Regions from separate parts of the Arachis hypogaea genome. Here region 1 is linked to region 2. The links are chromatin contacts, called in public Hi-C maps. All regions are on one chromosome and are shown on one strand. The core of a region is the stretch at or near the end of the contact, and the rest is flanking DNA. Distances in the headings are between cores, read along the strand shown.

Region 1 (6,709 bases), core at 2,209-4,708, 46 kb before region 2:
AAAGAGGATGAACCTACATTCATTCAGTCAAATAAGATTGTAATACATTACAAACATGTTCATTCAAATCTAATATGAGAAGCAATGCTCCTAAAAAAATAAGAGCAACAGAAAAAAAATGCAGCATTAAAAGAAGATATTTTTGTGCTTTTGTAGCAAAATTTTGGTATAAAAACGAAGAAATTTATGTGTTATTGTTAAGAAATTTCGATGTTATTTATTCGGATAAATTCTGCATAATTCGAAACTCTTTCTCTTTCTTCTCTTCATCTTCTACTGCTTCTTCTTCTTCTTGTTGTTTTTCTTCTTCTTCATCATCATCCTCTTCTTCTTTTTTTATTTATCTTTTTCTTCTTGTTTTATCTTCTCATATTTTTTTTTTGTTTTACTCTCTTAACAAGAATAAAAAAATAAAATCAAGCAATGAAGAAGAAAAAATACATAATGCTTCAAAATTACTAGAAAGATGATGACCCTACATTCATTCAACTAAATAAGATTACAATACATTACAAACATGTTCATTCAAGTCTAATATGAGAAGCAATACTCCTAAAAAAGAAATAAGAGCAATAGAAAAAAGAAAGAAAGAGAAAGAAGAAAAAAATACAGCATTAAAGAAGACATTTTTTGCGCTTTTGTAGCAACATTTCGGTGTAAAAATGAAAAAATTTGTGTTATTGTTAATTGTTAAGAAATTTCGGTGTTATTTCTTATTATAAGTTTTGCATAATTCAAAATTCTTCCTCTTTCTTCTCTTTATCTTCTGCTTTTTTTTCATCTTCTTTTTCTTGTTTCAATTTTTTTATAATTTTTCTTGTTTCATTCTCATAAAAGGAATAAAACCAAAAGAAATAGAAGAAAAAATCAAAGCTACAAAATTACTAGAAAGAAAAGGAGGAAAAGAAAATAATGCAGCAATAACAGCAGCAATAATAAAATAATTATGAGAAAAAATACGCGAAAAAGAAAAAGGAAGAACGCGTAGAAGAAGGAAGAACGCGAAAAAGAAGAAAGATATGAACGTTCACATTCACGTTAGTTACAAGGAAGTTGGAGCGTGTATTCACGCTCTCACTAATGAAACTGATATTTGTTGTGTTTTGACTAATTTGATTGGACTTAGTTGTCAAAAAAACTTGGATATGTAGCAAACTTCTCTCTAATTTTAAACACATTAATTACACACATTCTCTCTCTAAACTTTATAGTTTGATTCGAAAATATATCCTCTTAATTTTTTTTTTTCAATTGAGGTAGTAAAGTGTGATCTTTAACCCTTCAATACTTTTTTTTTCATATTTTTTTATCCCACTTATAAAATTAATAGTGAAAGATTATCCTTTACCCTTTTGAGTAAAAAAATTTGTAAAAATCTATTGCGGTTTAATCCTAGTCATTTATTTGGATCTAATGGTTATAATTAAACCTCTCATTTCTCATATAAGGACACCTTTTTCAGCCAATGGCCTAAGTGTACAACCATCCAGATACCAGGGATAACCATCCGGATACTAGGGATAATAAACATCTCATGTTATAAAAAGTTAATTTTAGGTTCACTAAGGTTCGAACTCTTGACCTTCTGGATCTGGAACTCTAATATCATGTCCTGAAACCACTCATCCCAAAAGCGTAACCTAATAGGATAATGTAACACTAATAATCATATCTCTAGGTCATTGACTCCCTATACTTTCTCTATATATATATATATATATGGAAGTTAATTTCTATTTAAAAATAAGAATATTGGATTAAATAAAAGAAAGAGAGAAAAACGTGTCTAACTAGATGTAGAACTACATTAAAAACACAGAAGATAAACCACCTTATTGAAGAATCAAATTGGCCTAGTAGTTAAATAATAATTTGTTTAAATAGATATTAAAAATTCGAATTCATGTTGTGTATGCAGTAATCTATTAACTAACAATAAATTTTTAAATGAAACTTTGACCCACAAAAATTGATCTTTAGTCAAACTAAAAGATACCATGAGTAAAAAAAATCATGTAAAATTCATGTAAAATGAAAAGGTTGAGATATAAACATAGTTATCAGAACCGGACCGGACCGGCCGGTTCGACCGAAAAACCGGTAAACTGATAGTCTGGCCGGTTCGGTTGGTAGATTGGACCGGATAAGCATTCGAACCGGTCAACGGTGGTCAAACCCGTTAAAAATCGGTCGGTTTCGAACACGGAGCTGCGCCAAAATCCAACCTTTCCCTTCCCACTGTGGCAAACTTGATTCTTACTTATAAATATGACAAAAATTATATATATAACAAAACGTAATGATTTTTTATTTTTTTATTTTTTAACGTATGGATTTACATGGATACCAAACAAGTAACAACACATAGTATACAAATATATTGATATATTGATATTGATTGTGTTATCTTTTATTTTTTATTTATTAAAATTGAAAAAATATTTTGTATTAATAACTAATTTATTATCTTTTTTTACATTATAAATTATATCTAAGAATTGATATTTAATTGTTATTAATATATTTTTAAAAATATGCATTTAATTTTTAATTCTAATTTTATTTTTATAATTTTATATTTTTATTTAATTATGACCGGGTCAACCGGGTAAATCAGTGACCCACCGGTTGAACCAGTAATCTAGTGACCCAGTCGTATGATCGGATCAATTACCGGTTCAGTTCTGATAACTATGGATATAAAGTTCCAACCTCGGTAAAAAGAACATCAAATGAATTGGAAAGTAACAAATGCTAAGCCTTATTATTGATGAATCAAAATCATGTAAAATTAAAAAGTTGGTAAAATAAAAAAATAAACTAATTATTTTTAAATCAAAATGATAAAACTCGCACATTATAAAAATTATAAATTTGATAATAAATAATTTTTTATTTTATTATTTTATCAATTTTTTTTTGTTTAAAAATCTTTTTCCCTTACTTATATCACAAACAAAATGAATGGTTGGACTTTATAAACATCTGTTTACAGCATAAACTACACTTCTAATCTAAAATATTTTTGAACATCTAAATAATCGTATTTGACAAATAAATGACTCTTGATCCAACGAAGGGATGATAGAAAAACTCAAACTTTTTATAGGCTGTGGTAAATGCTAAGGATTTGGATTTTTTAAATTTTAAATTTTACTTTAGAATATAAAGTATGATCTATCACTACTTATTTCATAGGTAGAACCAAGAAAAAACAAAAGAAAAAAACATTGAATGATAAGAAATTTCACTTTATTCTCTAAAGTGTAAAACCTAAGAATTGTGATATTTGATATATTTGACAGACAGTTGGAAAGCTTTTACTCGGTTGTATTGGGACACAGCTAATCCTTCCGTGTCACAAACAAAACAGTTGAAAAAATTCTTTGCCTGCCACCAACTAGCCATACTTTCATGACCACCCCGTAATTGGCCTATAACTATAACCTTCATTAAAAAGCTCAACTTTAAAATATTTTTGTCAAAAATCCAATCTGTGGCTGGTGTTAAAAGTATCCACCGCCCTAAAAAGAACCATTTCATTACAATAGTTTGAGATTCCAAGGAATTTTTTGCATCTATTTGGTCACGGAAAAGGGATTATTTGGAACAAGAGATCTCACACCATATGGGTATATTATGTATATAGTTAACAAAAAGTGTAACTGTACAAGTTATGGTGCCCCCTTGTTCAATGCAAAACAATCTATATGGTCTACAATTCGAAGCACAACTTTAGCATAATTAGGTGTCACCAGCAAATATAAACAATTGGTGTAACCAATTTTGCCATGTACATCAGAATCGTGAAGTCTTCAATGCATGCAAAACCAGTTCAGGTGCAAAGAATCACATTTGCACAAGCAAGGTCCCACCACGTGTCAGGCCAAGATTAAAGGTAAAATGTTAGATAAAGTTCTCTATATGCACTCCATCCAATTCTCAAATTAAATAAAGACATGTGAGTACTCTTTTCTTGAGATAAGTATATTCTTTTTGCTTTTTAGTGCATGTTTGGTTGAAGGGTTAACCAGGAGGTGGAAATTCTCATGGTGAGTTTAACGTGTAAATTACACGTGTAACCTGTCCATAAAAACTTCCACTCCATTTTTAGCTCAGGAAAAATGTCCACATGTCATCATCTAATTCAAAAACTGAATGAAATAGATATAAAAAACTAAATCTAGTTATTTGTCCACAAGATAAATAACCAAAGATCTGATTCACGGGTGAAGAACTCGTCATTAGAGCACCATAAGGAACCAATAATGATGTCTTGCTTTATTCCAACTCAAACTGTGCTTTCAAAAGAAACCTGGAAATGTGGTAAATGCCTGGGTTTTGGATTAGATGAAGAACCGAGTCCCTGCAGCAACTTAATGACATCTGCAGAATCATCAAGATAATACTTGGCCTTGCTCGGCTTGCGACCAACAGTGCAGGCAAAGATATCTGGGGCTACTTGGAATGATGGGCATGACACTGTCCTTGATATGCTCTCAAACATGTCTTCATCAGAAATATCATCTCCAATGCACAACACAAAATCCGGTGAATTACCACCATTAACCATATTCGTAAGAACCTTTTCAGCTACCTGACCTTTGCTTATACCCTGCAGAAAGCAAAGCAAGATTTGAATACTAAGTCCATTTCAGCTTATGAGCTATTTAGCTTTCACATTTATATAATTAGATCAAAGAATAACAGGATTTTAAAAATGCACCTGTGGCATAACTTCAACAATATGCTGGCCCCTTTTAACAACTGCAGGTTCATTGGTAAGCACACTTTCTAAGTGGCTCAATAACTCTTTGGCTTGGCAAGAGCCGAAATCAGGGTCTGCATCTCGATGATGCCACACCAAAGCACTCTCCTTAATTTCAATATTTGACCCATCAGTTGCCTCTGTATATGACTGCATAATGGGCTCCACAACCTTTTTCCACTCTAGATCCGCTGATAAATGACTCATTTCCCATTCAGAATCTTGATTGCTCCTGAAAACCAGAAAAGAAATATGCAGTCAGTCTTTTTTTCTTTTTTTCTTTTTTTAAATTTGAGGGAGGGGGTGATAAAAAGTGAAAAGTGTAATGCAAACCTTAAAAAGTAGCCATGTTCAGCCGCCAGTCCAATCATTTTGCAAGATATAAACCACTCACATAGAGAATCTCTTCCCCTCCCACTAACAATGTACACAATGTTTTTGGCATCATTACACAAAGCATTTAGCACAGAGATAACTTCAGGGCTGGGAATTTTACTTATAGATGATTGTGGTACAAGAGTACCATCATAATCAAGAAATATGGCCCGCCTACTGGTTCTTTTGTAAGCTGAAACGATGTGATCAATGGACAACTTCCTAAAACCAGGAGAAAGGGAAACAACTCTAACCCCCAGGCCCAACCCTATTACCCAGCACCTTTTGGTATAGTGATCTTTGCATGCTCTTTCCAAATCCTGCATAAAGCTGCGTGCCCAATATGCCACATCATGAGAACTGACATATCGGTAGTGTTTCTCATGCCTCAATTGCTTCTCTGAATCATTCATAGTGAGTGCTGAATTCAAAGCATCAGCCACAGCATCTATGTCCCAGGGATTGACCCTGATAGCCCCACTTAGAGAAGGAGAACAACCAATAAACTCAGACACAACAAGCATGCTTGAACGAGGAGAATCAGCTGTTCTACCCAATGTTTTATCCAGTTGTTCAGTTCCTTGTCTACAGACAATATATTTATATGGGACTAAGTTCATGCCATCCCTCACAGCATTAACAATGCAACATTCTGCAACAGCATAGTAGGCACTCTTCTCAAATCGAGCAACATGACGGTCAATCAATACAACCGGCCGATAATTGGTTGAACCATAAGTGACATTGATTCTCTGGACAATTGAATAGGTTTCTTTCTTTGCTTCCTGAACATCCTTCCCTGAGCCCCTTGCAGGATTCACAATCTGAACTAGGACAACTTTTCCCTGCAGATCTGGATTCTGCTCTAGCAGCTGCTCCACAGCAAGAAGCTTCAAACTGATTCCCTTAAAAATATCCATGTCATCAACACCAAGAATCACCTTCTTACCCTTAAACTCTTCCTGAATTTCTTTTAATTTAGCAGACGTAGAATGAAGATTTAATACTGACTCAAGCCTGCCCATGTGAATGCCTACAGGCAAAATTTTTATAAATATAGTTCGGCCAAAGTAATCGAGTCCTATATGTCCTCGTTTAGATTCATAATCTAGGCCTAGCATTCTACTGCAGCAAGAGAGAAAGTGGCGAGCATAATCAAAAGTATGGAAACCGATCAAATCAGAATTCAATAATCCCCTGAGAATTTCATCCCTTACTGGCAGAGTTCGGTAAATTTCAGATGAAGGGAAAGGACTGTGGAGAAAGAATCCAAGTTTTACTCGATTATACCGCTTCCTCAAGAACGTAGGCAAAACCATCAAGTGGTAGTCATGAACCCAAACAAAATCCTCATCAGGATTGATTATTTCCATCACCTTGTCTGCAAATATTTTATTTGCAGAAACATAAGCCTGCCAGAGCACACGGTCGAAGCGGTCACCATGATCAGGGCATATAGGAAGCATATAATGAAAGAGAGGCCAAAGTTGCTGCTTACAAAAACCAAGATAAAACTTTTTCTGTAGATCATGGGGAAGAAAGGTAGGCACGCAATTAAAATCCTCC
Region 2 (7,596 bases), core at 390-2,889:
AGAAAAAGAAGCTAGATATCATTTAATACCTCCGTAAAGGGTGCAGATCGGATCCTATCCGATCAATGTGCGTTTCGGATCGTATCTGCAATTTTTGGATCAGATGCAGATATTTACTGCGAATCTGCAGATACGATCCGATCCATGAACACCCCTACTTAATTATCAACACAATTCTTTTAGTCTAGTTTTATTAGTTTAGTAATTTAACAACATACTTTATCCCATACTTTTAAATATTGATAGCTAACTGATAACCAAAAATAATAAATTTTGATGATTTTCTAGTATTTCTCTAATACATTTCTTAAAAAAGAAAAAGACAATACAACCCTGACATTATAAATACAATAGATAATTCTTATAAAATACTATTGAAAATAAATACAATATATGTTAAAGAGGTTTGGTTCGAAACTGAATTTTAAATATTTCTACCAAGTTGTGTAATAAATTAATAACTAATGTAGCATAATTTCATCATAACAACCAATAGTAGTAATCATATACTACCAAAGCTGTCTACTGTCTCAATGCCAAAAGAGGCCTCAAATCACTTCCACTTTTTTCAAACTCTAACCAGGATGCTAAAATCAGAGGAAAAAAAAGTCAATAGACACAAACCTTGCACGCTCTAACTAGAAAAACTGGATAAAAACTACTAAAAGTCAAGATATAGATAGTAGTTGGTAGACTGTAGCTTATCCTTTATGCAAATAGTTGATAGTTAGTAGTTTAGTATTTATAATAGTAGTTGATAAATATCTCCATAAATTTGTCATTTTGGTTGAAATGAAAACAATGAGTTCTTTCTATTATTTTCTCAACATTAACATGGTAGCCAGGGCTTAGAGAGAAAATTTATTTATTGTGTACCAACATGATCCACTGTCCTTTTGTGATATTCTTTTTAGGATCATGTGTGTTTTTTCCGATCACTAGAATATTTTCTATCGTGTTCTTCTTTCCAGCAGCCCAATAAAACACATTCCAACCACCATTTGCTATTGTTAGAACCGTTCTAGCGCCGTCTTGATCCGTAGAGAAATTCAACCAACCACTTTTCATCTGCAGTTTGTGTGATTCTTCCTTTGTGTTCCTGGAGCATTGCTTCCTTGTTTTGTCCTTTCTTTTGATTCTATTTTCTGTTTCTTTCTAGTTCTCTGGGCACTACTTCCATTGCTACTTATGCTACTATTGGTGCTAGTAAGTCTAAGAATGAAAACTCTATATTGTGGTTACAGGAAGTAACAATGACGGTATTCCAAAAATGGTATTGTTCTTTGAGAGAGAAAATATGCTATGAATATCCTTAAAGAAGTCGGCCTACTTATATAGATCCAAATGTGAGGCTCTTATCAAATCAAAGATCACTCATCCAGGCATTTCTTTTGCAGTAAGTGTGGCTTAAGACAGGAAAATAAAGTGGCTCACTTGACTGCAGAATTACCGCAAAATTGGAGCTTCAATCTATCGAAGCAAATAAGAGAAAAAAAGTCCAGAGTCTCCATCCTCTCAACTTGTCGAAGCTTTCCTGTAGAAGAAGATGAATGTTGAATTTGATTTTCTCTTGCTATGGGTCCCTGTTCTTGTTTTGGGTCTCCAGTGAGTGGCGCGGGTGAGTCAAGAGAGGGAGAGGTTATTGTTTGAATTTGTGGGTTGTGGGTTGTTGTTTGGGTTGGATCGGTTTCATCCGTCCTTGCCCACTGACCCAAAAAAAAAAAAAAAAGAGAAGTAAGAAGCAAGATGTGGTTACACGATCTAGTGTTCAAAGCAAAATATCGTGCTAAGACATTAACTTCATTAAAACTTATGCGGCTGAAACAACTTTTTGAAGAACTCCAATATAGGAAAATAGTTGCACTACACATCTATATAATTTTGGAAGAGTTTTAAGTGTCCCGAAAATACCGGTATTCCAGTTGTTTTAACCGTTGATCTGAATTATAAAAAAATATATAATATATTAATTGAAATCAACGGTTAAAACAACTGAAACACCGGTGTTCCTTGGTACACTTGAAATTTTTCCTATAATTTTTTTTATTTAAGTTCATCCAAGTTAGTCTAATACCAAAAAAACTCAATCTCATTAAATGAGCGTATATTACACGCATCTATACCCTCTCCAAAAACGTTATCATATTCATTCACGCCTTGAATATGAAACGTTCCTTCTTCAACCTCGAAACTACTACTGGAGTTTAAATTTCTCTCAAAATCTCTCAAAACGCGTTTGTGTTCTCTGCTTTTAATGGAGAATCGCGAGAAGATTTCGAAAAGAAGAAGAAAAAACAAACAAAAATAAGAATAAAGACTATGAAAGAAACAGTCCGTTGACGACTGCATATTTGTATTGATGATTATATATTTCCATGAATCTAAGTTCCCTCGACTGGATACACCTGAGACACTCAGGAGACCGTGGGTGGCCCATTGGACACGGAGTCTTATGCTCGAGCGGATAACTAAGGAAGCAATTGATACGATGGTAAATAAAACAAAAATTTCCCTTAAAAAATTCGGTTCAGTTGCTTCTAAAATACTCTGCTAACTACATAAGTTTGTATTTTAGGGACTTGTGTACAGAGCACAACTAAGGGAGAGAAAGATAGAAGAAAAGAAGGTGTCGAAAACAGTGCTTCTGAACAGGAAAGAGAAGGGAAAGCTGAAGAAAGAAAAAAAGAAAATTGTTGTTCTGGATTTTTCTTCGGAAGAAGACAATTTTCTGAATCAGAGAAAACACTGATAAACCACTATTTTACGGTTTATTTTGTATTAAATTGAGTGGATTTTATCAACTATTCTTACACATTCATATAAATTGCATGTTTTTTAAGTTTCCTTCCTAATTTTGTGCTATGATTGAAAACATGCTTCTTTGGCCTTAAAATTGCTAATTTGTAATCTTCTCTTATTACCATTCGATGCCGTGATATGTGTGTTAAGTATTTTTAGGTTTTATAGGGCAAGATTGGCTTAGAGGATAGAAAGGAAGCATGCCAAAGTAGAAGGAACACAAGAAAATTGAGGATTTGAGAAGCTGGAGCCAACGCGCACACGTGGACGGCGTGTACGTGTGACTGGTGCAGCAGACAAATGACGCTCACGCGTGGATGACGCGTATGCGTGACGAGCGTCACGTGCCTCATTTACGAGAAAACGCTGTGGGCGATTTCTGGGCTGCTTTTGACCCAGTTTCAGGCCCGAAAATACAGATTAGAGGCTGGGGAGTGGAGCGGAATGGATCATGGAGATTCACTTTCATTCATTCATACTTTAGGTTTAGATGTAGAATTCTAGGGAGAGAGGCTCTCCTCTCTCTAAGTTTAGGGTTTCTTCTTCCAATTTCTCCTTAGGTTTAGGTTTCAGTCTTATTTTAATTTAATTTTCTCTTACTTTTATTTGTTCTAACACTTTACTTATCTACTTTCCTTATTGATTCCTTTATTTTGCTAATTTAGTTTAGGAGTTCATGTGTTACTCTCAATTTTCATTAATGCAATTTATGTTTCATGTTTCTTATTATTCAATTGCTTTGTTATTGTTATTTCTTTGCTTTGGTTCGTCTTATAATTTCCTATGTCTTATAAATTTTCTATGTTTTTATTTTATGCCTTCCAAGTGTTTGATAAAATGCTTGGGTGGATTTTAATTTAGATTTTTATGTTCTTGACTTGGATTGATTTATTAGAGACTCTTGAGTTATCAAAATTCTTTTGTTAATTGGTGATTAAAAGTTGCTAGTTGGCTTGAGACTCACTAAATCTAGTCTTTGATTAGGACTTGTGAACTTAAGTCGATTTTGCTCGCTTAACTTTCCTTCATTTGTTAGAGGATAACTAAGTGAAAGCAATTTACATTTACCATTACAATTGACGATGATAATGAGGATAGGACTTCTAATTCTCTTTCCTTGCTAAGAGCTTTCTTAGTTATTAGTTTATTTTCTTGCCATTTTACTTTCTTGTTTCTTATTACAAAACCCAAAAATATACTTTTCCACAGCCAGTAATAAACATACTTCCCTGCAATTCCTTGAGAGACGACTCGAGGTTTAAGTATTTCGGTTAATTTTATTGGGTTTGCTTAAGTGACAAATAATTTAAACGTTGACCGAGGATAATTTGTTGGTTTAGAACTATACTTGCAATGCGACATTTTTTGTGAAATTCTTTACCGACAATTTTCCTCTGTCAAACACTGCCAACCAAAGGAACAAGTCAACAGAGGCTGGTGAAAAAACAAAAGATTGTTCCGATGAATTCAAAAACCACAAGTGAATTTGAAAATATAAGCAGTCCGATGGATTCAGAAAGTACAAGTGAATCCGAAAACTAACAAGTTTCGAAAATGACTATTTTTGGTTCATTGCTATGTTTGTTTGATTTTTATTTAGTTTAATTTTGCTTCTATTTGTTGAAAATTGTTCTTTTGCGCTTGTATTTATGTATCGCGGAGAAGAAGAAGAAATTGAAAAAATAGCGACAAAAAAAGAAAACAACCACAGAAGGTGGTTAAAAAAGAACGCAAAAAAAGGAAGCTTGTTCTAACAGATTTGGAGAGCACAAGTGAATCTAACAACCAGTAAGTTGCGGAATTGATTATTTTCGGTTCATATGATTGTATGATGTTCATCTGATTTAGTTTTATTTTTATTTGCTGAAAATTATTTGTGTGTGCTTATTAAGTAAATTACACCTGTGATATCTGTCTCCAGTATAAATTCGATGTGTTTGTATGTGTTGCAGAGAAAAAGAAATAGAAAAAACACCGACAATGAAAAGAAAACAATTGAAGAGGGTTGCCAAAAAACAAACTAAATCAAGGAAGCTTGTTCTAATAGATTCAGAAAGTAAAACTGAATCTGAAAAGAAGTAAGTTTCTAAAATCATATTTTCGGTTCATTGATACTTTTATTTTAGGTTCATTGATACTTATTTTATGAATTTTCAGAAGTGAACAAGTAAAGGTCAGCGCTGCCGAAAGAAGAAGAGAGGCATTGCAGCTATTAAAAGAAAAGAGAGCAAAGAGAAAAAATAATGGAGCTCGAAAAAAAAAATGTTGCTCCGGATGACTTTGACTCGACAGAGGCGTGAAATGATTTATCCGAGATGTAAGATTCGGTTTCTTTTATCAAGTTCTTTTTCTTTGTTTGCTAACTTTTCCTAAAACCTCTTGTACTTCCTCTGGATTTACTGAATAATATTTATTTTTTTGCTTAGACTGCCAACTGTAAATTTGGGTAGCGAACCTTTACAAACTCAAACGAGCTCCACACCGTCTGTAAATGCACCGGCCAATGCTAGGTAAATTCGGTTCTTTTCTTGGTTTAAATTTGGTTCATTGAATTCCAAAAATGAATTTCAGGTGTTTTTAATCCACTGCTTTTAATCTTGATTGATGATTTTAATTTGATATCTTTTTTATCAGGAAAAATACCCTGAAAATCCCAGTAAAAGTTTTTAGAAGAAAGAAACTCCATAAAAAATAGAGTTTTCAAACTCCAACTGTGTAAGTTAAAATATTTATGTTGGTCTTTTAGATTTTGGTAATAATTTTTGTTTAATTAATCACCCAGAATCTGTGTTTAATTATCAGTAGCACTACACCTGATCCTGAACTCCAAATCATTGTTGTTGGAGGAAAAACTCATTCTCAGCCTCTCAATATGTGAGTTTTTCAACGTGTAGCTTTCGGTTTCTCGGTACCTATTCTAGTAATTCAATACTAACTTCTTCCTTGTTCATCTTCCGTAGAGCTCCTATTGCTGTGTCTCTTCCTAGTTCTCTTGTGAAAGAGATAATAAAACATCGAGAGACCTTCACCAATGTCCCTTACGAGAGCCAAACAGAAGAAGCTTCTGTTAATGAGTAAGTTAGAATTATTTTTATTAGTTTTAATGGTACAGGATAATAATTTTGGGTCGTTTTAAACTCTTTTCTGTTTAATGCAGCAGCCCTCCCGAAGAACAACAACAACCGTGCGAAGAGGCTCCAGTGGCAGGGCAATCGGAAGAAGATGCACAACCTGATTTGTAAGTTTTCTACTTGTTCAAATATGAGTAATTTCGGTTCATTACATGGTTTACTTGTGATTCATTTGAATCCAGAAATCAATTAGATGTGTTCTTTATTAGACTCTTTTCTATTTGTTACAGCTGTCCTCTGGAACCCAAAAAGTAGGCCGGTGAGGAATCTTCCCCGAGGAAGACGGAGCCAGAACCTCCGTTGAATGTGTAAGTTTTAATTAATATCATTTTTATTAGGTTTCGTGTTATATGATATTACTTTTTCATTATTACTTAAAATTTTCCCCTGTCGTCTATGAGGAAATAAGAATATTAAGGAACCGCTGGCTATTAGTAAAAGTACAACTATTATTAACCAAGGAAAATAATTCGTAAAACAAATAGTTCTTTTATTTAATTAATTTGCCATTTTTTATCCCCTCTTTTTATCTAAAGTAAAACTTTGAATATTATAATACTTTTTTCAAAATTTTGCCAAACATAGATATCTATTTAATGTAAAAAAAAATTAGTTCGAAAAAACTAATGCTTTTAAAATAAAAGATAAAAATTCTTATTTATTCGATTGGGTCATGTTATATGAATTTAATTTTACTGCATATCAATGCTGCTCCTCCTTGGAACTGGAAAGATGATGCACCTTCCTTCAGCCTTGGGATAAGTCCCCCAACATCTCAAATAACTCCGCCGACCTCTCAGCCGACGGTGACACAGCTTGAAATCCTGGCAGAGGCGGTGATAGATTCTGGGGTGGCAGTGGCATTGAAATTTGCTGAGAAAACTAGTGTCGAGCCGAGATTCACAACCGCTGCAGGGTACAAAACTCCGGAGAAAGAAAAAGAAATCATGGAGGAGCTGAGGGAAAAGAGTTATCATTGGATAACACATGTAAAAGAAACCAAAGATACTACCAATGAATATGATGTCATATTCGTCTTGAAGCATGAAGCGCATTTGGAGGGGCTTAGACATCATGTCTTGTCTCTAATGTTCGAAGAAGATGTAGAAAATACGGTAAATTCTTTTCCTATTTCGTTAACATTAATGATTTTTCTAAAGACTCTTATACTGTATATCTCATAAATTTTCTTCCTATAGATGGTCAATGCAGTTTGGAATAATTTTTGTAGAACTTTCTGACTTCTTCTAGTGTCTTGAAAATCATCCCAAACTTTGAGACAAATTGTTCATCCATAACACACTTGAACTGCAGAATGGACCGAACACATTATTAAAGTGAAACCATTGTATAATACTAAATGAACGGAACATTATCTATTATATAAATTCAAATTCGAACAACTGTCTGCAGAATGAATTGAACATATTATTAAAGCGAAACCATTGTATAGTACTAAATGAACGAAATATTGTCCATTATATAAATTCAAATTCGAACAACTGTCTGCATAATGAACCGAAAATATAAATAAAAGCGAAAACAATGTACAATGCTAAATGAACCAAATATTGTATATATAAAATCAAATTCAAAACACCCATGTCTACAATTTAGAGATTATCAATTCAATTCAAAACACCTGTGTCCATTCAATTCGATTCAA

Evidence for each region. Hi-C and Micro-C count contacts between places; a contact is called where the count stands out from the background.
Region 1: a contact with region 2 is called in a Hi-C map of an unstated tissue, with 3 times the contacts expected there. The contact joins two enhancer-like sites. A contact is called at or near these places in 4 of 8 Hi-C or Micro-C datasets (leaf and an unstated tissue).

The regions. Positions count from the first base shown.
Region 1 is chr15:26,509,465-26,516,173 of arahy.Tifrunner.gnm2.J5K5, reverse strand. It overlaps LOC112750037 (probable alpha,alpha-trehalose-phosphate synthase [UDP-forming] 9), which reads right to left. Exons shown (of 5, transcript XM_025798539.3): 3 at 5,102-6,709; 4 at 4,727-5,000; 5 at 3,604-4,615. The coding sequence ends at 4,292. Among protein-coding and RNA genes, the nearest start is that of LOC112750037, 5.3 kb to the right of the region's middle. Within about 2 kb of position 3,458, at least 3 of the 3 cell types and tissues checked have open chromatin away from gene starts, as enhancers often do.
Region 2 is chr15:26,461,109-26,468,704 of arahy.Tifrunner.gnm2.J5K5, reverse strand. No RefSeq gene overlaps it. Among protein-coding and RNA genes, the nearest start is that of LOC112750036, 10 kb to the right of the region's middle. Within about 2 kb of position 1,639, at least 2 of the 3 cell types and tissues checked have open chromatin away from gene starts, as enhancers often do.